2 separate regions of the Zea mays genome follow, and region 2 is linked to region 1. The links are chromatin contacts, called in public Hi-C maps. All regions are on one chromosome and are shown on one strand. The core of a region is the stretch at or near the end of the contact, and the rest is flanking DNA. Distances in the headings are between cores, read along the strand shown.

Region 1 (7,880 bases), core at 3,997-6,496:
CTCATCATGATTCGCGCGTTACCTAGGAAGCAGCTGCGAGATATTAATACTATATGCACTACGGACATTATGGCGCTCGGAGATCTCCTGGGCGACACTTGCGTTGGATACTTCTATATGTATTCCCTCCATTTTGCTCCTGGGCCCACATGTCGGGGCTCAGCACCCTTGTACGTGCCCCCTTGAGCTATAAAAGGGAGGCCACACGACGTTACAAGGTAGCTTGACTCAGACCCAACTTAGACACTCAGACTCACAAGTTCAAACAAGCTTTCAAGCTCAATACAGCACACAGTGGAGTAGGGTATTACGCCCCGGCGGCCCGAACCACTCTAAACCCTTGTGTGTTCTTGTGTTCATCGTCCACCTAGCAAACAGGCAAAACGCTTAGGCCCCTTCTCATCTTATGATTTAGAGCGGGTGCGTTCCGCCACCCGGCCGGAGAATTTCCTCTCCGACATGTACTTATGTGATTGAATTTTTTTTGTGGATGTAAATGAACAATTGTATGTTGTTAGGACTTATTTATTGTAATCTTTTTCGATTTAAGTTATTGTTTTTGCCGATCGATTTAAAGATATTTTATCCAGATTTATCTGTTTTTGATATACCGGAATATACCGGCTGTAATCGACATACCGAACAAAATTTATACGGATGAAAATCGTAAGAGAGTTTTTCGGACCATTTTCACGAACCAGCATCCATTTTCACGCTGTTAAGGCTGGCTCCAATAACGGATAGCCATATTGCCCAGCCATTTTCCTGTTTACCTACACTCTGCATTTTACATGGACAGCGATAGGCGTCTAGTTTGCAACAAGGAAGCCAAATTGGCTGTGACCGATGGCCCATTTGCTTTCGCGCCAAATCACCGAAGCATCCTGCTCGTCGATTCCCTCACAGGGTCCCAGCTGACGGTTGTCAGAGGGAAATGCCTAGCGTGTCAATGCCAGCCAATTTGACTCTTCTCTCCTTCCATGTATTTTGCCCGACCGAGATAGCTGCCTTATTGGAGGCGCTACAGTCCTAGTTGAGCAACTAAACTAGCTTTGCCTGGTCTGATAGCTGGCCTCAGGCCTCAGCCAGCCTAAGGAGACCAACCCGATCGAGTATACCGCGCTGGGTGCAAGCTGATGCCAATCTCTCACGATATATGGCCCGTTAGGCTAGGTGTTAGTGCAATGGCCCTAACTAATACATAATAACAGAATTAAATACATGTACATATCAGATTTACACAGAATTAATACCAAATTTACACAGAATTAACCACAGGATTCACACACATTGATTCACACAGAATTACACAAACACATATATGAAATGACTATTTGGAGCTGTTAGTGCAATGGCCGCCTCATTAAAAACCTTCTTAGGTAAAAACTCACACCTCGTGAGAAAACCCTAAGAAGGAAAAAAGAGTGCGGCCCAGCTCCTAAGTTTATAAATCATTACAGTCCATTACAGTGTACAGTCCATTACAACTCATAAGACATTAAGACTAGTAGGTTGCAAGACTAAGCATTTCAATCATCCCTAGCTGATTGTGTTGCTGGATCATCAAGCCACAGGTTGTCGTGCTCATCTTCAAGTTCTTTTGTGTCTTCCTCCACACTGTGTTGTAGGTGACCATCAGCAAGTTCCCAATCTTTGATGCAGGATAATATCTCTACCATATCAGGAGCTAGACGACGTCGACGCTCTTCAATTACCCTGCCAGCAAGACTAAATGTAGACTCAGAGGAAATAGTAGAAGCTGGCACTGTCAAGACATCTTTAGCTAGTAGTGAAAGAATAGGATAAGTTAACTTATGCTGATGCCACCAAGAAAGGACATTGAAGTCCTCATCAAACTCAGTGATAGTATCACTGTCTAAGTAAGAAGCTAACTCAGAGGTAGATGCAACAGTAGAGATAGCTTGAGGGGTTGAAGAAGAACCTGATCTCCTTCCCAGAGGAGTAGAGAACTCACCATCAAGGTCATCATCACCATAAATGTCATCCCATGCCATTTTTTTCTTACCAGATAAGTGGGATGATGGTTGGTGGGCGCCACGCATGCGTGTGTCACCAAATTTGGTCTCATACAACTGAAATACTTTGGTTAGCTTAGTACGAACATCAAATGGAAGCCTAGAGTAATCAGTACCAGTTAAACTAGATAACTTGATAAGGACTTTGTTAAAACCCCTCATTTTAGCTCTAGGATCCAAAATAAAAGCAACTGCATATAAAATTGGAATGTCTCTCCAGTACTTCAAGAATTTATCTTTCATAGGAACAACAGCACATCTTAGCAATATATCATTCTCAAATGCATTTAGATGTCTAGCTATCCTCAGAATGTGATGCAACATTAAAGTAGCAGTTGGATAGTAGACACCAGACAATGCAACAGTTGATTCATAAAATAATTCTAAGAAAGATAACACTTTTTCAGCAATTGCCCAATGGTTATCAGTGAGTAAAGGAGTCCCATCTTCATTCAAAGGATACTGGGTTTTGATAAAAACAGAGAAGGTGGACTTGTGTGGTAACAAGTGTTTAATCATTAAATAGGTAGAGTTCCATCTAACATCCATGTCAACACCAAATTTACGAGGGCGAATAGCCATACTCATACAATAGCTTTTGTATGCAGCTATACGTTGATTAGATGCATTTAAAAATGTTATAGCAGTTCTAAAGTCATCAAGATATGTTCTGATAGGATCCAAACCAGCTTTAACAATTAGATTAATAACATGACATGAACAACGTTGATGCAAGAACATAGTAGACAATTCATCATCAGATGCATCAATACCAAGGCTACTATCAGGAACAGGTACACCAAGGTAACCACACAAGAAAGGTCTTAGAAATTTCATGGCAACATTATTTGAGGAAGCATTATCCAAAGTTATAGCAAACACTTTTTCAGTTAAACTATACTCATCAATAACAGTAGCTACAAGATTAGCAATGTTAGCACCACTATGCTTGCCATCAATGAGCCTAAGTGCAAGCAATCTTTTTTCTAATTCCCACTTAGAATTAACAAAATGAGCTACTACGCTTAAGTAATCCTCCTTTGCCTTGCCAGACCAAATATCAGAAGTAAGACAAACAGAACCAACATCATTTTTAAAAGTTCCAATTAAGTTCACCATACGTTCATTATAAAATTTAACCATGTCCCTGGCAGTGGTCTGTCTAGAAACATGCACAAATCTAGGATTGTGAGAACGATTGATATAACATTGAAAAGCAGGAGTAGAACCATGCCATAAAGGAAGGTCATCCCTAGCAATCAAACGACATAGTTCAGTCCTAGCAATAGAAGCAGAGTACTCCCAACGTTGCAAAGTACCGTCAGCATTGTACTTAAGCACAGATTGGACTTGCCCACAGCGTTCATGTGCTTTCTTAGCAGGGCAATTATGACGAAGCAAATGACCAGTACCAGAAGTAGAACGAGCACTAAGAGTTTGCTTACAGTGCTTGCAACGAGCAGCATACCTGACTTTTTTGCCATCCACAATCTTAGTCAATTCATCAAAGTCATTCCAGCACTTGGACCTTTTCTTTGAGTGCGAGTTGCTTCCACCAGCATCAGGATCAGGGACTAACTCTGGCAGGCTTGTGGAGCCTGTGCCAGTCCCTACTGCAGAGCCAGCGACAGTATCGATATGAATAGGATCTCCATGGGTTTCATTCTCACCGAAACCAATGAAGAACCTAGCATCCTCAGCCTCATTAAAGTCCTCGAGCATGCGCTCCTCCTCCTCTGCAGCCGCTATTGCGTCAAGGTCCATGAGCTACAACGTACAGTCGGCTCCGGCTACCTCAACGGCTACAAGGTTCAAAGCAAAAAAATGGAGGCAGTGAGGACTGACTGACTGAGGAGTGAGCCAGTGACAAGGTTCAAAGCAACTATCCACATGATTACAAGAATTAAATGCTAAAATTAAACATACCTTTCGAAGCTGGAGCACCAGAGACGACGGAACGGAGCCAAGGTCCGAGGAGCAGCCGAGCAGAGGCGCAGATCGACCAGCAACAGCAAGCAAGGACCAGCCGAGCACCAGAGAAAGTCGGGCAACCGGACAGGTTAGATTAGAATAGAAGGAGGACGAGAATGGGAGGAAAATGAAAACAGAACAAAATTAAAGATGTCCAAGCAGCCAGCAGGGGCACTACAGCACCAGTGAGGCAGCGAGGAGTGACTGAGTGAGCCAGTGACCATACAGGGGCACTACAGCACAAGGCGCAGAGCAGCGGACCACCGGACCGGCGGACCGGAGACAGAGAAGAATCAGTAAGCCAGGAAGGGAATCACGCACCAACGAGGAGCACGGAGCACCAGTCGTCCAGCTGTGAAGGCGTGAAGCTACAACTCGATCCGATGAGGCGAGGAGCACCAGCCGACCAGCGAGGAGCACCAACGATGAACGAGGATCACCAATCACCAGATCCGAATGGGATTGGGGGTTAGGGTATCACCAATCACCAGATCCGAATGGGATTAGGGTTAGGGTTAGGAACAGGGAGACGTAGGGAGGGAGGAGAGGGAGTCAGGGAGCACCAGAGACGTCAGAGGTGGCGCGCCGTCGGCCGTCGACGGTGGGAGGACCGGAGGAGGCAGCAGGGCGACGGCGAGGCACGGGCAGCCGCCGGGAGCACGAAAATCGCCAAGCACAACCGGGGGGAGTGAGACTCGGGAGTCAGGAGACGGGGCGGCGACCTGGGCGAGTCCGCGAGTGGGAGGGGGGATACGGACGCGGGTTAGGTTTTCCATTTTTCTGAGATGGGGCGCGGGCCGTTAACGGGCCGACCTACTTTCCGTGCCGGGCCGGGCCGAAGCACGTGGGCCGCTTATGCCGCCCAAACCCGGCACGCGGATCGGGCCGGGCCGGCCCGGGCACGATTGGAATCGGGCCGTGCCGTGCGTGGGCCGGGCCAAAACCGTGCCGGGCTGCGGGCCAAATGGGCAGCCCGCACCGTTTGGACATCTATAGCCTCAGCCAGCCTAAGCAGACCAACCCGATCGAGTATACCGCGCTGGGTGCAAGCTGATGCCAATCTCTCACGATATATGGCCCGTTAGGCTAGGTGTCAGTATGGGCTGCATTCAGGTATCGAACGAGGAGACCCATGTAAAAAGAACCACGACGGGTCAAGAGAGATGTGGACTAACTAACTACGGCCCATTAATGAAACTCAGCCCACCTACGTACGGTTCGTCACGCTCCACTCTCCAGACCCCGGTCCCGTTCCCACGCGGAGCCGCGGACACACCTTCCTCCTCCTCCCGTCGCCATGGACGTCTGCTCCTCCACGATCTAGCCTGTGGCTATTGGTTAGCACGCCGGCGCCGGCGCCGGCGACCCTAAAGGGAGCGTTGACGTTGTATCCCGAGATTTTATGCTCTAAGCTTTCGAGCCGCGTCATGGGAAGGAAGCCTGACGCGGTAGCCAAATCGTATCATTCCGGTGGCGGCGGCGCTGCCGCCTCCTCGCCGAGGGCAGCGAGGAAGGCGTCGCCTTCTCCGGTGTTCCTGGGAACCGCGCTGTTCGTTCTAGGGTTTGTGTCCCTCTTTACGGGACACGTGGTCACCGACGCTGACTGGGCGCGGATCCGCAGTCGATGGCGACCTAAACAGGTAATTTGTTGCAGACTTGACTGCTGTACTGTCTAATTCCACAAATTTTGTCGTTGCGTGGTCTCTTCCGTGTTATAGCCTGATAGAAGTGAAAGAAGAAAGTTCTTTTTGAGCCGCTTGAGGAACAATTTGAGGAATTGAGTGCAAGGGTTTAGTATTTTCTGGCATTGCCAAGTTTCACTAGGAACGTCGTTTAAATTGTATTTTTGTTATGCCTTAAATGTTCTCTATACTGTTTTTGAGACTTCGAATCTGAATATTATCTCGTCTTGGTTGATAATTACCGACTGGCCATTTACAATCTTGAAAATGTGCAGCATAGAAACTACGAACCTATCGATATTTGGGAATCCAAGTATTCCAGCATGTACTACGGATGCAGCGAGAGAAGCACGGGTTTCAGATGTTAGTTTGTATAGTTAGTCACTTCTTCTCTTGAACTAAAACTTTGGCGAAAAAATGACCATCTGGTTTTCCATGTTCATCTTTCAGCTGCTGTGCCAGAGAACAGTTCCACTGGTTACTTGTTGATTGCTACTAGTGGGGGCCTGAATCAGCAGCGCATAGGGGTATGATTGCCTTCCAATGTCTGGTTGATTTGTTTTTATCATCCCTTGTGTTACCTTTATGATGTTCAGCTTGCAGATAACAGATGCTGTTGTAGTTGCCTGGATTTTGAATGCCACACTTGTTGTACCTGAGTTAGACCACCACTCGTTCTGGAAAGACGACAGGTGAATTGAGAACTAGAATTCTAGAAATTACAGGACGTTTGCTGAATGTTACTGTTCCAAAATGGCTTGACTTCAAATTTCGTATGCAGTGACTTCTCTGACATTTTTGACGTGGAGTGGTTCATTTCCCACCTATCGAAGGATGTAACTATTGTCAAAAGGATCCCTTATGAAGTAATGTTGTCAATGGATAAACTACCATGGACTATGCGCGCACCTAGGAAATCGGTGCCTGAGTTTTATATTGATGAAGTTCTGCCAATACTCATGCGAAGGCGAGTAAGTAACCTGCAAAACCTGTGTAATGGCCTGGAACTTATCTTGCATATTGTTTGATTACAATATTTTGGCTGGCTGGGTGTTAAGATGAGCAGTAGATAATAGTTTATCTTTTGCATGGTTCAAAAAACTCGACCTGCGGGGTAATACAACCTCGGACATTATATTAAGAAAAAGATCTCACGCAGATTGAGAAAATCCCGAACCCTTGTCTCACCCATGCACAATGGCACCGTAGGCCATGTAAGAACGACCGCGACCGGGAACCGGGTCTTAGACCTGTGCTTTGATGTGGGATATACAAGGGGATTTTTTTACCTCTAGCCTAAAATTCGCTCTCACGGAGAGTCGAACTCAGGACGTGAGGAGTGCTACTCAGACCACCTAACCAACTCAGGCTAGAGGCCCTTTGGCCTTTTGCATGGTTTAGTTATGGCCCTTTGTGTTCAAAACATGAGCATATGTTATAATTTCCTTTGGAAGGTATTTGCTATGTGTATTAATCATAAATAAATATATCAGGTGTCAAGTGACTGTAGACAAATGCAAAGTAGACATACTTCCCTATTGACTGAACAGTCTTAATCTTTGCAGGCTTTGCAATTAACAAAGTTTGATTATAGGCTCACTAGCGATCTTGATGAAGATTTGCAAAAGTTACGTTGCCGAGTAAATTTTCATGCTTTAAAATTTACGAGTTCTATACACGCCATGGGTCAGAAACTTGTTCAAAAGCTGAGACTAATGAACACACGATATGTCGCCATTCATTTGAGGTAAACTCTGGTTGTTTATGATAATTCAATGCTGCCTTTTGATAATTGAAGTTATGATTGACCATGAAAGTAAAAAAAAATGAACATAACTGTTGTTTGTTTATCAGGTTTGAACCTGACATGCTTGCATTTTCTGGCTGTTACTACGGTGGCGGTGAAAAAGAAAGAAAGGAATTGGGTGAAATTAGGAAACGATGGGATACATTACCTGTAAGACTCTTGAAACTTGGTGAGATTTCCCTATGGTTTCTCCAAATACTAATCTGCCATCAGCATATAATTAATTTTTCCATTTTTTTTCTTTTTGCTTGTTATCGAATGTGACCTGTGTCTTTCTTATATGTCCTAAAAATGCATCAAATTTTGTGATCACACATTCATCATTATAGATGCCAAAGCTCCAATCATTGGTCGGCAGATTGTTTCACCAGATTTAAGTTTTGA
Region 2 (7,880 bases), core at 2,972-5,471, 180 kb before region 1:
CACGGAAAGTTCCATGCGCAGCGCGCGCGATATTCGCTTGTCCCCTTCCGCGCGCCAACTGCTGCTCGCTCTGAACAGGGAGCGGCGGGCCAATCGCCATTAGGTTAGGTGCAGAGCCATCAGCACGCCAGTTACCGGCCCAGTTGGCTGGCTTGTGGCTTGGGTATATTCCGCAGCGCTCCACCTCCACGCGCACGGCGAGGTTTTGGCATGGGACCCCGCCGTCGCGCCTTGACACGTACGTAGGCGAGCGCGCCGGGACCGGCGGAGACCCCCGTCACATGCCCGGACACATGGCCAGGCGAGCACGCGCCGCATGCCCATCAATCTGTCACAGCCAGGAGAGGAGAGACGGACACGCCCACACTGCTGCGCCTGGGCTGTGCTGCGTGGCGCGGCGCGCGCTCCGGCGCCGTCTAACGACGCGGTTACATTACATTACATTAATAGGACGGGCCGGCTGGCTCGCCTTGTCGCCGTCCGGCCAGGTCGACCGGCGGGCGGGCGCTCGCTTACCCCATAGGCACACGGTAGGTGGGTGGTACAGTGGTCGCGTTCCTTGCGCGCTAGTTGAAAGCCTGAAACTGCATTGGCGAGGGGAGATTTCGGTTTCGGGTGGGGGATCGCCGCTCGCCGGCCGGCGGACCAGCGCGGGGTGGGTTTGGATTTGGACAGCCCGGGACCGGACCGGACCGGACGGCGATGCATCTAAAGCTAATAATCGGGCGCTTAGCTAGCGATCGACAGCATCAGCGTGCATGCTGGTGTGATCCTCGGGTCGATCAGAGCAAGTTGCGTCCTGATTAGTTTGGTCCTCGATTCTCCCCACGCGTCCGCCGTGCTTCCCCTTTCATCAGGCGGGCCGCGGGGTCTGACGCGCTCGTTGAGATTTGCAGGGTAGTACAACGGGCGCGCGACAAGAGATTCAGTAAACAAGCACCAAAGGAATCCATGGATGGACGCTGCAGGGTGGCACAGCTTAAAGCATGGATTTTGCACATGCGGCAGCGAGCGAGAGTACTCACAGCTGTCGTGGAATTGGCAGCTAATACAGACTGAATCCAATGAATGAAGACGAGAACAAGCCACTCTTGCTCTGAAGATTTCCCTACCGTCGCCGTTGCCGTCAGGACAGCAACGAGTATCGACCCAATCAATCAACTGCTGCTTTTGCCTCTTATATTGAAGGTTGAAAGCACACAGCCGGTTTCATTCGCGCCAGATTCGCAGCGCGAAAGCAAACTGCAAAACCAAGGGAAAGCCCCGATTCGAAGAGCGATGACGGAGCCCACCATCTATAATTGGTCAACAGTCCTTTTCTATTAGGATCAAAGGGCCCAAAAATTCGTCAAAGTAACTGTACAATATACAGATGTACGTAGTACTGCTCTCCAACGCGCGCGCCATGTGACAATAATCACGTACGCATCCGTCCCTCAACTCACGGTGTTACCCATGTATATTTTCGCTCGCCCATTTGTTTAGCCATTTTCATGTTTATTTTTTTAAAAAAAAATAATCTAGCAAATTTATAATGATATATGTAAACACTATAACTAAAATTATATTAAATTTAATAAAGCTAGATAGTGAATTATGTCTAGCAGAGAGACCCAACCTCAAGAAACTAGTGTCTTCATTTACATGAGCCAATATCTTGTGTTGTTCAAAGTAGTGGATTACAGTCGGTACGAGTCACGAGTATTTCGTTCAGGGATGGCGTGCCAAAAAAACCATTGGAGCCTCTGGAACATCTGGACAACCATTAAGGAGCCTCGCCCCAATGACCACGACAAGAGCTGGACACATTTAATGTATAACCAATGTTTTTTTCCTAAACGCTAAACTATAAACAGCCACACACACCTACAGTTTAACCATTATTTAGGCTAGAACCATTAATCAGGTTACAGGATTAATTAAACGGGCTAAACGGACTAAACGACCGTTTAGACAAACAATATATATAGCACTATGTAGTATTAAGATTATATGCATGGTGCTTAAACAGACTAAACGACTGTTTAGACAAACAATATATATAGCTAAATTTAATTTAATATGAGCCATGCACCTATATATTGAATGTAATGTAATATAGTTTAGATACATGTGGGGCGCCACCAATTATTTTTGAGAGGCTATCCGTTCTCCGGTTGGTGTAAGAAAATGACCACTCGTATGGAAGTTATATGCGGATGGGTTAGTATTAACCACTCTTTACGTAGCTAATAATACGTTGGGGTTAGTTGACGTACTAACCGCTGTCGTCCATTGGCCGCCGTTGAGCACGCGTCGGAGTCCCTTCAACTGGCGCTCGCGCGCGATCGAGTCATTTCAATGGCGTTTCTCGTTCGTCCTTCTGGCTCTTGGCTTCTGTCACGTCCCCGGTTTGTCTCTCACTCCATCGCCACAGCCACTCAGATGCACGGAGGACCAAGCGGTTTCGCATGACTAGCTGGTCCACGTCATAAATTAATTGTCGTAATCGTATCATTTTCATCTGTGTGCTTGATGAATAAAGTGAGACTAGCTACATGATGCATGGCAGGGCAGAATGCAGAGGAAGGTCAAGTTAGAACCGAAGCAAGGCCCGCGCCGGCCGTCTTAATCTCTGTTCTCGGTCGCTCTTTAATTGCCGTCCACAGGATAGGCGCAGCTGAACGTGCTTTTTCTAGACCGTCTTTCTCGCTTTATACAGTCGCTCTCGCGCTGCACACACCCGTAGTTAACAATTCTAACGATCGCCTTGGCTTTCGTGCTAAGATTTTGGTTGATACTATATAGCATGTGCTTTTGACCAGGCGGAATTGACGTGTTAAATTACTGCGAGCTACGTCTATCCCTGTGATGATTGGTTCGGATCCAGGAGCTGCTTTGAACGTGTATCTAATCTAATGGTAATGGCACTGGCCGCTATATAGGAGGAGTACTACAAATCTACAGTACGTGTCCTGGCCTCGCTAGTGACGTCAGGACTTGTTCTTCTTTGCGTCACACCGTTTTCTCGGGGGAAAAGTTCATGGAGTAGTACGTTCTTGGCGCAAGAAAGGTTCATGGAATTCAGACACTCCGACTGTCTTTGGCTATTATTTCCCTTTGGCTATCAATAATTTTCCCCCTTTTTTGTAGCCTGAATGACAAGTTATCGCTAATTAAATCACGCGCTCACGAGAAATATGGCACGAGCTTTATATGTGTAGGGCCTGTATTTGTCAGTGTCACAGTTGCAGTCTCTCACTAAACAATCATCGGACCAAGCGAAAAGCTGCAGGCTGCAGAGAGCCGAAAGGCCGAGATGATTGCTCCACTCTCCAGCTTTTTTTTCTCTCTCTCTCTCTCAGACGAGTTTCTGTCGTGTCCGATCGGTCGCGAATTAAAGAAAAGCTCAAAAAGGCGCTGGAGTGTGATCTGAGGAAGCATCGTTCTGTCTCTCAATTGGTGTCACGAGTTCCTCCCCGGCGCGTATTTTTTAAATGCCCTCTCCCCGGAATCTGGCAGTGTTTATATTGATTATTTCGCTGCATGGATCGTCCCCTGATACACAAACACACACACAGACGCGTAGATGCAGTAGTTTATCATTTCAGGTTTCAGCAAAGGAGACTGCTTTTTATTTTGCTTTGCACTTATTTCCTTCCATCCTGCTTTTCCCAACAAACGCTGCTCGTTGACACGGCTGGCATTTCCCTCGTTGCCATTGTATAATGAAACTAATATACTGTGTATGTTTATTGTAACACAAGCTAATGCTGCATGGATCTCTGAACTGAAACGAGGGATTTGGTGCAGTTTAATACTCGGCGCACGGCCCTCGCACTGGTACGGAGGCTGCCTTTCCTTGCCTGGGGGATACGATGCCATTTGCAGCTTACTTTAATCATCCAATCGACCAATCCAGTGGAAGCAACGCACTCCCACATACTCTCACATTTTGCACGAACGCGTGCTGTGCGCTGAGTGGGGGCATGCTGCTGCCTGAGACCAATAAACAACCGGGATCAAATGTGGGGTCAGCACTTCAGACTGACCACTGACCGTCAGAGAAGCGCGTAGGCGTAGTACAACAACAACCTCTTGGCCGGGCGGGTTTGCTTGCTCTCCCCTGCGCTTTTATTTGTTTTTTTTTTCAATGCCATTCACATTTCTCTGAAGAACCAAAAGAGATATGACACTCCAATTCCGGTTTCCACATTGACTTTCAGAGACGACGCGTCCGAGTGTAGCCTGTCGCTGATCCATATATATATGGCATGCGAATGGTAGTACCTCACATATCGCAGTCACCAAGTGCAGACAACTCACGGTTTGGGGTTCTAAGTTGCAGAAGCCAGAGAGAGACACTACTTGGACGTGATCATCAGCAAGCAGCGAACAGCTATTAAAGGTTCACCCGATCGCCATCGTCACACTCGTCACGTCACGCGTCGTCGTCGCCGTCGATGGAGCACGAGCAGGTGTCGCCTCAGGTGTCCGACGGCTGCACCTGCACCTGCACCTACAGCAGCAGCAGCAACGCCACCAGCGGCTCCCTCAACGGCTCGTCGTCGCCGACCTCCAGCGACGACTCCGGCGGCAAGGGCACGAATAAGCGGCCGCGCAGGGACCTGAAGCACCCGACGTACCGCGGCGTGCGCATGCGGGCCTGGGGCAAGTGGGTGTCCGAGATCCGGGAGCCGCGCAAGAAGTCGCGCATCTGGCTCGGCACGTTCGACAACCCGGAGATGGCCGCGCGGGCGCACGACGCCGCCGCCGTCGCCATCAAGGGCCGCGCCGCGCACCTCAACTTCCCCGACCTGGCGCACGACCTGCCCCGCGCCGCGTCCGCGGCTCCCAAGGACGTGCAGGCCGCCGCCGCGCTCGCCGCGGCCACTGTGCCGGCTCCGTCACCCGTCGTCGCCCCGTCCTGCGGCCACGGCCACGGCCTCGACGACGATGCCGACACCGAGACGGAGGAGGACCTGCCGCCTCAGCAGGCAATGCCGGAATGCGAGAGCGGGAACCAGCAGGCTCAGCTTCAGCTGGCCTGTGCCGACATTGGAGTTGGACTGGGCTATACGTTCTTGGACGTGCCAGACGGCCTTCTGGACTTCGGCTACATGTTGTCGCCGCTGCCGCTGCCGGCTTACTGTGGCTCGCCGTGGGACGACATCGCCGATGACCTCTGCTTCGAGGAGCCCTTGCTGCTTTGGGAACATTGACCATCCAGGACTAGCCAACTTCGTCCATATCGTCCACGAGATTCTTTGTTTCTCTTGGTCAACACATTACTGACCGGGGAGTACTAGCTAACCTTGTCGTCGCTGTGATGCGAGCTAACTATTTTTGCAAAAATCATTTGTACTTACACTGAATTCGTACTTCTCGGTTTTTTTCCTTCGTACCGAGTTTACGTCGGTTACGATGGTCTTACCGAGTTTATAGTGAGCTTTGCACCTATATAAATTATAAACTGAAGAGCCCGATTGGATTACTGTATATGCAGCAAATTCTATCTATAGAAGAGTTTCTTTCTAGCAGTCTCCTTCAATCACAAATTAACCAAGTTAAGATTAAGATGAAAATTTCTGCAACTGTGTTCATAGACCTTTTGTAAAGCTATCAATTATCTGATCTTTAAATGATATCGACCGGACTTAAAACATCTTATGTGCTACATGTTTAGCTTACTATAAAAATTGGATTTTGTTGGCGTCGATTTAGGCGCCAGTCATTAACGAGGGTACCGACGGTGGTGCTCTCTGCAGCGCACGGACGGTACACGGTCTAGGGCCGGACGGTCCAAATGTACGCAGGGGCAGAGAAACTACCGGAATTAGCTACTTTGCCGTGTCTCAGACACACGACAAAGGCTATTTTACACTCGGTAAAGGCTTTGCCGAGTGTAACACTCGGCAAAGAACGCTCGGCGAACTGTACATCGGCAGCGATCTCTTTGCTGAGTACTTTTTGTCGGGCACTCGGCAAAGAATTTGCCGAGTGTCGTTGACACTCGGCAAAAAAAAGTCACTGTCACGGCGCCAAGTGACGGTGACGGATCCTTTGCCGAGTGCCTCCTCTGACACTCGGCAAAGAGGAAATTTTGCCGAGTGCCTGCTACCATGGCCCTCAGCAACGACGGGTCCAGTGGGCCCCACCGTCAGTCCCTGTGTCGAGAGCTCTCGTAGGCACTCGACAAAGGAGGACTCTTTGCCGAGTGTCTAGTGGACCGGCACTCGGCAAAGAGTCCTCCAGTGGGCCCCTTTGCCAGTCCCTTTGCCGAGTGCCTTGGCAACAACACTCAGCAAAGATGGCTTTGCCGGTTCCCAGGTTTCCTTCTTTGCCGAGTGCCATGGTCAGCACTCGGCAAAGATGGCTTTACCGGTTCCCAGGTTTCCTTCTTTCCACAAATGATACATGTAGGTCTACATAGTGTAGGAACATACCATAAAAAGTTTGGGAGACAAAATCAAAAAAATACAAATATACTTTGCCGAGTGTCTATAGAAGACACTTGGCAAAGAGTCTTTTGCCGAGTGCCCAATATGTGGCACTCGGCAAAGAAGCCTCTTTGCCGAGTGCCAGCAGTTGGCTCTCGGCAAAGACTAACGGCCGTCAGCTTTGGGACGGCCGCTGACGGCCCTTTGCCGAGAGCCCCCTTTGCCGAGTGTTTGACACTCGGCAAACTTGTCTTTGCCGAGAGCCCCCTGTGTCGAGTGTTCAGCACTCGGTAAAGGGGCTCTTTGCCAAGAGCCTAACTTTGTCGAGTGCGGCACTCGGCAAAGAATACAACACTCGGCAAAGCCTGCGATTCCGGTAGCGAGACGTTCGCCAACAACATCTAGATCTCACCCCGGGAGAGACCCTGTCAGGGAGGTGAGATACTAGGATTTATCTTGGGATCGACAAGCCACAAAAAACGCCTTCAGACGATGTATAGCCGAAGACATGTGAATATATAGACGAAGAACACTACTTTACTGCTACTCCTAGGGCAAAAGGTAAGGTAATGGAAGATAGTTTGATTTCGTTCGAGTGTTGGTGTCCGCAATAGGCCGTACCTCTTCATATATATAGAGAGAGGTCTGGACCCGTTTCTAGGCGTCCCTCAACAAAATCCATAGGTTTAGGTGGATAAACACACATGGAAAGAGGGATTAAACTGCTTTCTCTGATCTAATCGCGGATTGTTCGCGCCTAGGGGCGGTGAGAGCACCTAGAGGGGGGGTGAATAGGTGATCCTGTGAAACTTAAACTTATAGCCACAAAAACTTATTAGGTGTTAGCACAATAATCACCAAGTGGCTAGAGAGAAGGTCTTGCACAATACGATAATCACAAAGAATTCAACACAGAGAAGACACAGTGATTTATCCCGTGGTTCGGCCAAGTACAAAACTTGCCTACTCCACGTTGTGGCGTCCCAACGGACGAGAGTTGCACTCAACTCCTCTCAAGTGATCCAATGATCAACTTGAATACCACAGTGTTATGCTTTTCTTTTCAATATCCCGTTTGCGAGGAATCTCCACAACTTGGAGCCTCTCGCCCTTACACTTTTGATGTTCACAAAGAATCACGGAGTAAGGAAGGGAAGCAACACACACAAATCCACAGCAAAATGCGCACACACACGGCCAAGAATCGAGCTCAAAAGACTATCTCAAAGTTCTCACTAGAACGGAGCTCGAATCACTGAGAATGACAAACGAATGCGCAAAGACTGAGTGTGGATGATCAAGAATGCTCTAAGGTTGCTTGGTGTACTCCTCCATGCGCCTAGGGGTCCCTTTTAAAGCCCCAAGGCAGCTAGGAGCCGTTGAGAACAAATCCAGAAGGTCATCCTTGCCTTCTGTCGTCGGGCGCACCGGACAGTCCGGTGCACACCGGACACTGTCCGG

Evidence for each region. A called contact is a pair of places that touch in the nucleus more often than the background predicts.
Region 2: a Hi-C map of tassel shows a contact between it and region 1, with 2.6 times the contacts expected there. The contact joins the promoter of LOC103648466 here to the promoter of LOC100285780 in region 1. A contact is called at or near these places in 3 of 25 Hi-C or Micro-C datasets (ear and tassel).

What each region holds. Positions count from the first base shown.
Region 1 is chr2:21,353,930-21,361,809 of Zm-B73-REFERENCE-NAM-5.0, reverse strand. It overlaps LOC100285780 (growth regulator like protein), which reads left to right and starts at 5,246. Exons shown (of 9, transcript NR_182227.1): 1 at 5,246-5,647; 2 at 5,965-6,052; 3 at 6,140-6,216; 4 at 6,286-6,381; 5 at 6,471-6,660; 6 at 7,255-7,436; 7 at 7,544-7,646.
Region 2 is chr2:21,531,795-21,539,674 of Zm-B73-REFERENCE-NAM-5.0, reverse strand. It overlaps LOC103648466 (ethylene-responsive transcription factor ERF023), which reads left to right and starts at 4,221. Exons shown (of 1, transcript XM_020549270.2): 1 at 4,221-5,473. The coding sequence starts at 4,443. The coding sequence ends at 5,201.